3 separate regions of the Mus musculus genome follow, and regions 2 and 3 are each linked to region 1. A link is a contact called in public HiChIP or PLAC-seq and promoter capture Hi-C data. All regions are on one chromosome and are shown on one strand. The core of a region is the stretch at or near the end of the contact, and the rest is flanking DNA. Distances in the headings are between cores, read along the strand shown.

Region 1 (2,911 bases), core at 143-2,642:
ATAAACCCCATAGGGGCTGGAGAGATGGCTCAGCTGCTAGGGCACCTAAACTGCACAAACATCTTGATCTTTAGCACTAAATAAACCAGCATGGTGGCACATACATATAATCTCAGGACTCTTGAGGTGGGGGGCAGAAGAATCAGAAATTCAGCCGGGCATGGTGGCGCATGCCTTTAATCCCAGCACTCGGGAGGCAGAGGCAGGCGGATTTCTGAGTTCGAAGCCAGCCTGGTCTACAGAGTGAGTTCCAGGACAGCCAGGGCTACACAGAGAAACCCTGTCTCAAAAAAAAAAAAAAAAAAAAAGAATCAGAAATTCAAGGTTACTCTTGACTACACAGAGTTCAAGGCCAGCCAAATCAGACCCCTTCACACACCAAAGAGAGGGGGAGGGAAGATCAGATAAAATTAGATTCACCTGGTCATGTAAGCATAGCGGTGCAGACAACCAGCAATCCAGACCTCCGGAAGCCAGACAGGGAGACTCTGAACTCAAGGTCATCCTTGGCTACACAGAGAAGCCTTGTTTACAAAAGAATAGGATGGCGTTTGAGATGGCTCAGCTGGTTAGGTGGCTTGCCACCAAACTGGATGGCCTGAGTTCTATCCACAGAGTGAAAGGAAATCGCAACTCCCTTGAGTTGTCTTCTTACTTCCACACTCAAACACAAAAATAAATTAAGAAAACTAAAATAGGAGCTGGAGAGATAGCTCTGTGGTTAAGAGCACTGTCTGCTCTTCCCGAGTTCGATTCCCAGCAACCACATGGTGGCTCATAGCCACCTATAATGGGATCTGATGCTCTCTTCAGGCATGCAAACAGAGCACTTATATGTATAAAATAAATAAAATATTTCTTAAAAGTAAAAAATTAAAATACATATATATTGAAAAAGCGAAAAATAGCCACATGACATGGACATGGCACACACCTTTAAAATTTTTTTCTTAATTTCCAGACAGGGTCTCACTCTGAAGTCACTATGTACTATATAGACCAGGCTGGCCTCGAATTGCAGTGTTGCTTCTGAGTGCTAGAATTAAAATCATGCAACACCACGGCCCAGCCCAGCACACATCTTTAGTCTCAGTACTCAGGAATCAGAATCATGTGGATCTCTCTGAGTTCGAGGTCGCCCTGCGCTGCATAGGGTGAGTCAGGAGTGAGACCCTTACTCTAAAAGACAAAAGTCAATTCATATCAATAATGGTAAAGGGAGAGAAAGACACAGGAAAAAAATGTAGGCAAAATACGCAGTGTAGCAGGAGGCTCATCCACGTTCAATAAAAAAGATAAACGCTTATTAGCCAGGTACCGCCCAGGTATGGGCGGACCCTCCATCAATACTTGAGGTTCATTGGTTAAAAGAGAACCGCGTCTCTGGGGTTTGCTTCCCGGCACCCGGCTCTGGCTCTCCGGTGTCGGGGCTTCCGGCTGTCAAGTGGAGCTGATCCACAGCCTCAGGCTTCGGGACCTGGCGCTGATGGCGGCGGAATCGCCTTCGTGACGTACCCGGCGCACATACGACGTCATCAGCCACCGCCGCGAGCGTCCGTACCGCAGCGACCTCGGCGCTGCGAGAGGTCCTCCGAGATGCTGCGGTTGTTCCAGGCCGCTTCCCGGGCCTCGCTTCGACTCTCTGGCTCCCGGGTAGGGCACTGAGCTGAGGTCAAGGCCGGAGGTCAAAGGTTGAGAACCTCCGAGAGCACCTCTAACTCCCGCCTGTCATTTTCCAGGTCATCCACTCTCTAGCGGAAGGCGCGGAGCGGCCGGCCGAGATTTCAGAGCCGCGAGATAGCGCTGGTGAGACGACCGGGACCTTGACACACAGAGTGGGGGGAGATAGCACAGAAGGTACTGAGCTTTGATCCTGACCCTTGACCGCTCATTTGTCACCCCCCGCCAGGTCTCCTAGATCCTGTTTTGCGCAAGTGTGAGCTCCGGATCCCAGTGCACCGGCGTCCGGTGCAAGCCTGGGTCGAGTCTCTCCGAGGCTTTGAGCAGGAGCGCATCGGCCTGGCGGAGCTGCACCCCGACGTGTTTGCAACGGCGCCTCGGTGAGTGCAGGGTGCAATGGGAGGAACTTGCCGTGGTTTCTCCACTTGACAAAAGGGGTGATCAGTTTCGCTGCTACAGGGCTGGAAGGCGAATGACTCAACCCTGCTGTCACCCTGACCTATTACATCCTGCCTTGCTCTCTTGTGCTTGGGTCTCCGTTTTGTCAGACCTCAAGAAGTTAGGTGACAGCCGGGTGGTGGTGGCTCATGCCTTTAATCCCAGCACTTGGGAGATAGAGGCAGGCAGATTTCTGAGTTCGAGGCCAGCCTGGTCTACAAAGTGAGTTCCAGGACAGCCAGGGCTACACAGAGAAACCCTGTCTCAAAAAACAAAAACAAAAACAACAACAACAACAACAACAAAAGAAGTTGTGTGACGACTAGGTAGATTAATCCACAACAGAGAAAATTCTCTAGAAGTGTTTTTTATTAGGGCTGGAGGTGTGCACTGTTAGAGGGCTTGCCTGCATGCACCTTGTCCTGGGTTCCCTTCTATAGCATACACATGTCCTGGTAACCCACACCTCTAACCCCACCAGCACTGTAGAGGTGGAAATAAGAGAATCAAGAAATTAATGGTCAAGGTTGCATAGTGAGTTCCAGACCAGTCTGGGCTACATGACACCATAAGTAAAAATAAAAATACTGGGCTGGTGAGATGGCTCAGTGGGTAAGAGCACCCGACTGCTCTTCCGAAGGTCCGAAGTTCAAATCCCAGCAACCACATGGTGGCTCACAACCACCCGTAATGAGATCTGATGCCCTCTTCTGGAGTGTCTGAAGACAGCTACAGTGTACTTACATATAATAAATAAATAAATCTTTAAAAAAAATAAAATAAAATAAAAATA
Region 2 (2,911 bases), core at 276-2,775, 510 kb before region 1:
TTATTGTTTATTCGGAGATAGGGGTATAACTATGCAGACTGGACTGGCCTGAAACTATGTAACTATCCTGGCATAGAAATCATGTTCTGGGGCTGGAGAGATGGCTCAGTGGTTAAGAGCACTGGCTGCTTTTCCAGAGGTCCTGAGTTCATATCCCAGCAACCACATGGTGGCTCACAACCATCTACAATGAGATCTGATGCCCTCTTCTGGTGTGTCTGAAGACAGTGACAGTGTGGTCACATATATAAAATAAATAAATCTAAAAAAAGAAAGAAAGAAAAGAAAAGAAATCATGTTCCTATTGCTCCAACTCCTGAGATCACTGCTATGTGCTACCATGTTGCCCTTTATTTTCAGTTTACATCTTAGCAAACAAGTCACCATACAATATATCTTGCTGGGGAAAGAGTAGACACGGACTGCTGCAAGAGGTGACTGCAGCATAACAGATACTGGACCATCAAATATGCTAGTACGTCTAAGTTTTTTTTAAAAAGAGAAATGGGGGGGGGGGGATTGTTGGGGAGAGAACACTAATTTATCAATCTTCTTAATAGTTAATTCTATGATTTTTAATAATCTAGCTTTCCACATTTCTTCTGTGAGCTCCAAGCAGTTTAGTGATGAACAGATCTAAGAACGAAGAGAAAAGTATGTGTATCACGCACAAGGCCCTGAATGGACCACTAGCACAGAGAGATAAAGGGATGAGGAAACAAACACAGGCCTAGGAACTTTGGAGGTGGAAAAAAGCTCACTATTATTGTTTGTTAGGTTTTTGCTTGTTTGTTTTTTAATAAATACAGTATTTCACCACGTAGCACTGGTTGGCCTGGAACTCATTTTGTACACCAGACTAGCCAAGAACTCACAGAAATCCTTTTGCCACCTGTGTGCCGTGAGTAAAGGCTTGCCCGCTAGGTTTTTATGAATGGGCTGGAGGTCTACCAATGTTTATATTCTCTCAAGAAAGACGTACATTCGAAGTAACTAAGAAATTTGTCTCTGTATCTGAAACTAATGGTCAAAATAAAACACGCACTCACTAAATAAAGTACAATCTAACAATATGAATTAAGTTCTCACCCCGACATTCGTCTCTAATATTTTTTTAAAAGGGAATACGGCTTTTTCCAAAAGCGACCTTTCACTGAGTGCTCACCAGAGGCGCTGAAATCGCAAGGTGTATGGCGCTGATCACTCCAACTACTCCGGCAAAATTTCATTTCTGAGGAGAAAAATAAAAGAGCCTTTCGCACAGAATTTGCTTGGGCGGCTTTTGAAGAGCAGCATCGTAGCCGCAGCCATCGCCAGGCCCGCCCTCTGGGCACTTCCCCAGCCTGGCGACTGACAGCCAGAGAGGACTCAGGCTTGGCCGCGCCCGGAGGCGCCGTGGCAAGCGGAGCAGAGCTCTGCACTCTCGTTCTCTATCTCCCCCTCCGCCTCCAGGTAGTCCTTGTACCGCAGAACTCACGAATGCCAGGCAACTCCGCAACTCTTCAGTGCAGATAAGAGCCGGAAGAGACGGGCGCGGGCATGACGTCACTTCCGCTCGCGCTCGGTCTGCTGCAGAGCCAGGCCCGGGAGTCTACCTCGGTTGAATTCCTGTCAGATTTCTAGTTTCTCCGCAGTGTCAGGGCGGAGGGGCTGTAAGGGCTTCACCGCGGGAGCTGGAGGCCGACGCTGGTCTCCAGGACAAGACAGAATTAGAATCCAGGCTGTGAGCCGGGCAACGGTGGTGCCAGGACCAGTAAGTCCTTTAACCACAGGGTTTCTTGTGGGTACCCAGCGTCCGCTCAGGAAATTTTTTTGCCTGCCATCGCTGCATTCTTAGAACCCTTGCTTTCTAGTGCACCCTAGTCCAGTAGGAAACAGAAGGCAGTCTCGCTTCCGTAATCATCTAGACCTCTCAAGATGTTGAAATTGTATTTCGTAGGCTGCGACCATAAAGGGTGCTTCAACAGATTTACCCTACCTAAGCCCATTCCACCAGCCTCAGGAGCCCAATGGAAATAACTGGGTTTCTGACTGAGAATCCTGAAGTAGTTACTGGGTGGGTCTTGAACTCGTCTTAACCGCGTATCTGCATCTTTCCCAGCAACTGTTTTCCCAAGTCCCCGGTTCTATTGAATGCCCTAAGCAAACAGTAAGCTCAAATCCGGGTTTTTGTCATCTCAAGTCACAGGAAAAATGCCCAGTCACTCAGATTCGACACTCCTGGTTACTGATGGTCCCTAATAACATGAATGAAGAGCCAGTTTAACCACGCAACAGTTGAGAGGCTGAAAACTGTAATGTTACTAGGCTGAATTCTGCTGACATCTGTTGGTCAATGCGAGTCAAAGAGAAATGAAGCTATAATCACTTTCTGACGAAAGTAAAAGCATTTATGGCCCTGATCTATTACAGGATGCAAGATCAGTTTGTCAAGAGACCCATTTACCCTCTCTGCCATGAACTTGCTCAACCAGGGGCTTGCGTTGCTTCAGAAACAATATGCCAGTATGACTTCTCAGTGAAAAGGCAGACTTTCTTACTGCACACTTAGAGCTCAAGGAAAAGCTCTTTACTAAAGCACATGGCCAAATATGAGTTGACCTCAAATGTAATTATATATACCTTAGAGTTAGGCATTTTACACACACTCATCCTTAAAACCTCTAGGTCCCAGCCCCTGATTAGACTTTGAACAATTTAAGAGACAGGAGACTACAAGTCTAGCCACTTGGTCAGATGGGTTATTTACACAAAAATATTGCCAAGATTATTTAAGTACACCAGTGTTGTTCTTTTCAAATAGATCTGACCCAGGGTCATGTTGCCCAGCTGGCAAAAAAAAAAAAAAATTTTTTTTAAAGAAAGGAACTGGGGTGTGGGCTGGAGAGATGGTTCAGCGGTTAAGAGCACT
Region 3 (2,911 bases), core at 171-2,670, 310 kb after region 1:
CAACCACATGGTGGCTCACAACCATCCGTAATGAAATCTGATGCCATCTTCTGGAGTGTTTGAAGATAGCCACAGTGTACTTACATATAATAAATAAATAAATAAATAAATAAATATTTAAAAGATGTAATTTAGTGCCAGTGTGCTGGCTTAGCTTGGGTTCCACCCCACCTACCCCCCCCCCCCGCCCACACACACACAGAGGAGGAAGAGGAGGAAGAGGAGGAAGAGGAGGAAGAGGAGGAAGAGGAGGAAGAGGAGGAAGAATCTTTGCTGAGGAGTTTCAGTGCCTGTCACCTCTCAGCCTTGAGGCAGGTGTCTTTGTCTCCACTTTCCAGGCTGAAGGAGTTGAGGTTTTAAACTATGTCCACAAAAAGCAGAGAAGTGGAGCTGAACCTCCCTTCCTAAGCTGTTCTTGTTCAAGGTTATTCTATTTCTTTGTTTTGTCTTGCTATTGTAGCCCAGGCTGGCCTTGCCCTCCTGAGCTCAGGTCATCCCTCTGACTCGGCTTCCAGAGTAGCTAGGATGACAGGTGCATGGTAGGACACCTGACCCCCTTGTCGTTATTGCTAGCTTCTTTTCACAGGCACTATTATTTTCTGTGTGCATAGTGTGTGAGGGAGCATGCTGATGCCTGGTGTGTGTGTGTGTGTGTGTGTGTGTGTGTGTGTCTGTATGTGTGTGTGTCTGTGTGGTGTCTGTGTGTGTGTGGTCTCCATTCCCTTTCACTTGGGTTTGAGACTTAAACTCAGGTCGCCAGGCTTAGGCAGCCGGTGCCTGGGCTTGTTGAGCCTGTTTTGTTTTTGAGACAGTGAGGGTGTCACTCACACATAGCTCAGGCCCGATTCAAACTCCCTTGATTTCCTGATCCTTCTGCCTCCACCTTCCAAGTGCTGGAATTATGGCTGCTTATGCAGTGCGCTGGGACCATTACCTAGGTCTGTGTGCTAGGCCAGCCAGCTGCCCACTGAGGCACATGACCAGGCTGTCATTGCATTACAGGGCTCTTGTTTTCATCTCTACCGCTCTGATCGACACTGGAGAAGCTTGCTAGGATAGCCAGAGAGTTACACTTGGCGCATTTTTGAGCCCCAGGGTTGCAGAAGGACTGTGCTCACTGGTTCAGGGCGCTCAGATGGTGGGCATCTCATTTTACAAACACGGAAAATGACTCTAAGAGAGGTGAAGCCCCTTGCCACAGACGGCTGGAGAGGACGGGTTCCCGGCTCCTGGTCCTGAGCCCTAGGCCCGCGGACTCGCCCGGAGTACCTCGATCCCTCGCCCTCTGCCTCACCTTGCCCTTGACGTCCAGAATGAAGACTGCCGAGGCCGACATGGTGGCAGTCCGTGAAGCTAGGAGGCGAGAGCGAGCTGCAGAGGCGGCAGCGCTGCGGCTTCCTTCTTCCTGCGGAAGCGCCTTCGCCCAGGTGAGCCGCCAGGTGAGCGCGTCTTAAAGGGGAGGCCGCCAGGTGAATGCGTCTTAAAGGGGAGGCCGCCAGGTGAGAGGCACGGTCGGCGGCAAATGCCAAGGCTGGTCCAGGAGCCGCGACTGCTGTCCTGTCTCAAGTTCTCCATCGATCCTCGCATCCGCCTACCCATGTATCCATTCACGCTCCGCTTCCACTCACCCACCCACCCACACATCCATCCATCACCCCCTTCCACATACGTATACACATTCACATCTACATTAACCCACCCATACATACACGTATCCACCCAATCAAGCATCCATCCACCCACCAGGGCATCAGCCTGTTCGTGTGTCTATGTAACTTGTTCTCTCACCCACACATACCAGTTTCAACAGGACTTGGCCCTTTTTCTATGTGTGACCCGGTGCCCACCACTAGATGTTCAGTAGTGTTAATCCTTCTCACACTAAACATTTTAATTGTTTCGTTGTTTCTGTTGTTATTATTAGTATTGCTGTTGCTGCTAGTTGTATATATTTTTTTCAAAACAGAGTTCTCTGTGTAGCCATAGCTGGCCTCGAGTCCACCTGCGTCTTCCTCTCGAGTGCTGGGATTAAAGGCGCCACCATGCTTCGCTCGTGTTGTTTATTTGTTTTGTGTTATTAATTCTAGAAGAAGCCGGGCGGTGGCGCACGCCTTTAATCCCAGCACTCGGGAGGCAGAGGCAGGCGAATTTCTGAGTTCGAGGCCAGCCTGGTCTACAGAGTGAGTTCCAGGACAGCCAGGGCTATACAGAGAAACCCTGTCTCGAAAAACCATAAAAAAAAAAAAAAAAAAAAAAAATCTAGAAGAAAGGTTGAGATAGCCCGGATGGCCTGGAGCTCATTGTGTGGTCCAGACTGGCCTCAGCCTTACAAGTTCTGTGATTAGTCACGAACCAACATGTCTGACTTTGTTTTCCGTTTTCTAATTTCATTCTTTTTTTTTTAATATCCCAGGCTACCCTTAAACTCAAGATCATTCTGCTTCCCCATTGCTGGGATACCGTTTTGCGGAAGGTGATGGGGAAAAAAACCCACTCTAAACCTTAGCCTAGCCATCTACATGACGCTCCGCTGTGGAAGAAACGTTTCCTGTGCAGCCGCCAGGGGGCGACAAAGCCCGTTTGGGCATCGGTGCGGGCTCTGACCTTTAACAGGCCGGGAGTCCAGATGCAGCTATGAGGATCTCCCAAGGCAATTGTCCTAAAGCAGAGGGCCTGTGTGAAGAGCTTATCAGCCACCACCTGGGAGGAAGCAGAGCACAGACAGTCTCAGGGCCACACAGCCGGGTTATCAGGCCACAATTCTCTTATTCTGGTTGTTTTGACAGTCCTAGGGGGTGGAACGCCCACCTTTGCTGGTGACAGGCAAGCCCTGTGCCCCTGATTACATTCCCAGCCCTTAATGTTTTTGTCTGGGGCCTCATGTATAGCACAGGCTAACCTTAAATTCCCC

Evidence for each region. Promoter capture Hi-C pulls out the DNA fragments that hold promoters and counts their contacts. HiChIP or PLAC-seq counts read pairs in DNA pulled down with a chosen protein or histone mark.
Region 2: a contact with region 1 is called in a promoter capture Hi-C map of erythroid cells, with 6 times the contacts expected there. The contact joins the promoter of Zfp426 here to the promoter of Mrpl4 in region 1. A contact is called at or near these places in 1 of 39 promoter capture datasets (erythroid cells) and 1 of 115 datasets of contacts at active chromatin or transcription factors (microglia).
Region 3: an H3K27ac HiChIP or PLAC-seq map of microglia shows a contact between it and region 1, with 4 times the contacts expected there. The contact joins the promoter of Ap1m2 here to the promoter of Mrpl4 in region 1. A contact is called at or near these places in 3 of 115 datasets of contacts at active chromatin or transcription factors (the SCID.adh cell line, embryonic stem cells and microglia) and 2 of 9 other capture datasets (adipose tissue and pancreatic islet).

The regions. Positions count from the first base shown.
Region 1 is chr9:21,001,345-21,004,255 of GRCm38.p6, forward strand. Mrpl4 (mitochondrial ribosomal protein L4) reads left to right here and starts at 1,393. Exons shown (of 9, transcript NM_023167.2): 1 at 1,393-1,653; 2 at 1,740-1,806; 3 at 1,910-2,060. The coding sequence starts at 1,597.
Region 2 is chr9:20,491,221-20,494,131 of GRCm38.p6, forward strand. Zfp426 (zinc finger protein 426) reads right to left here and starts at 1,526. Exons shown (of 9, transcript NM_001110309.1): 1 at 1,478-1,526; 2 at 1,166-1,231.
Region 3 is chr9:21,310,913-21,313,823 of GRCm38.p6, forward strand. Ap1m2 (adaptor protein complex AP-1, mu 2 subunit) reads right to left here and starts at 1,421. Exons shown (of 11, transcript NM_009678.2): 1 at 1,295-1,421. The coding sequence starts at 1,336.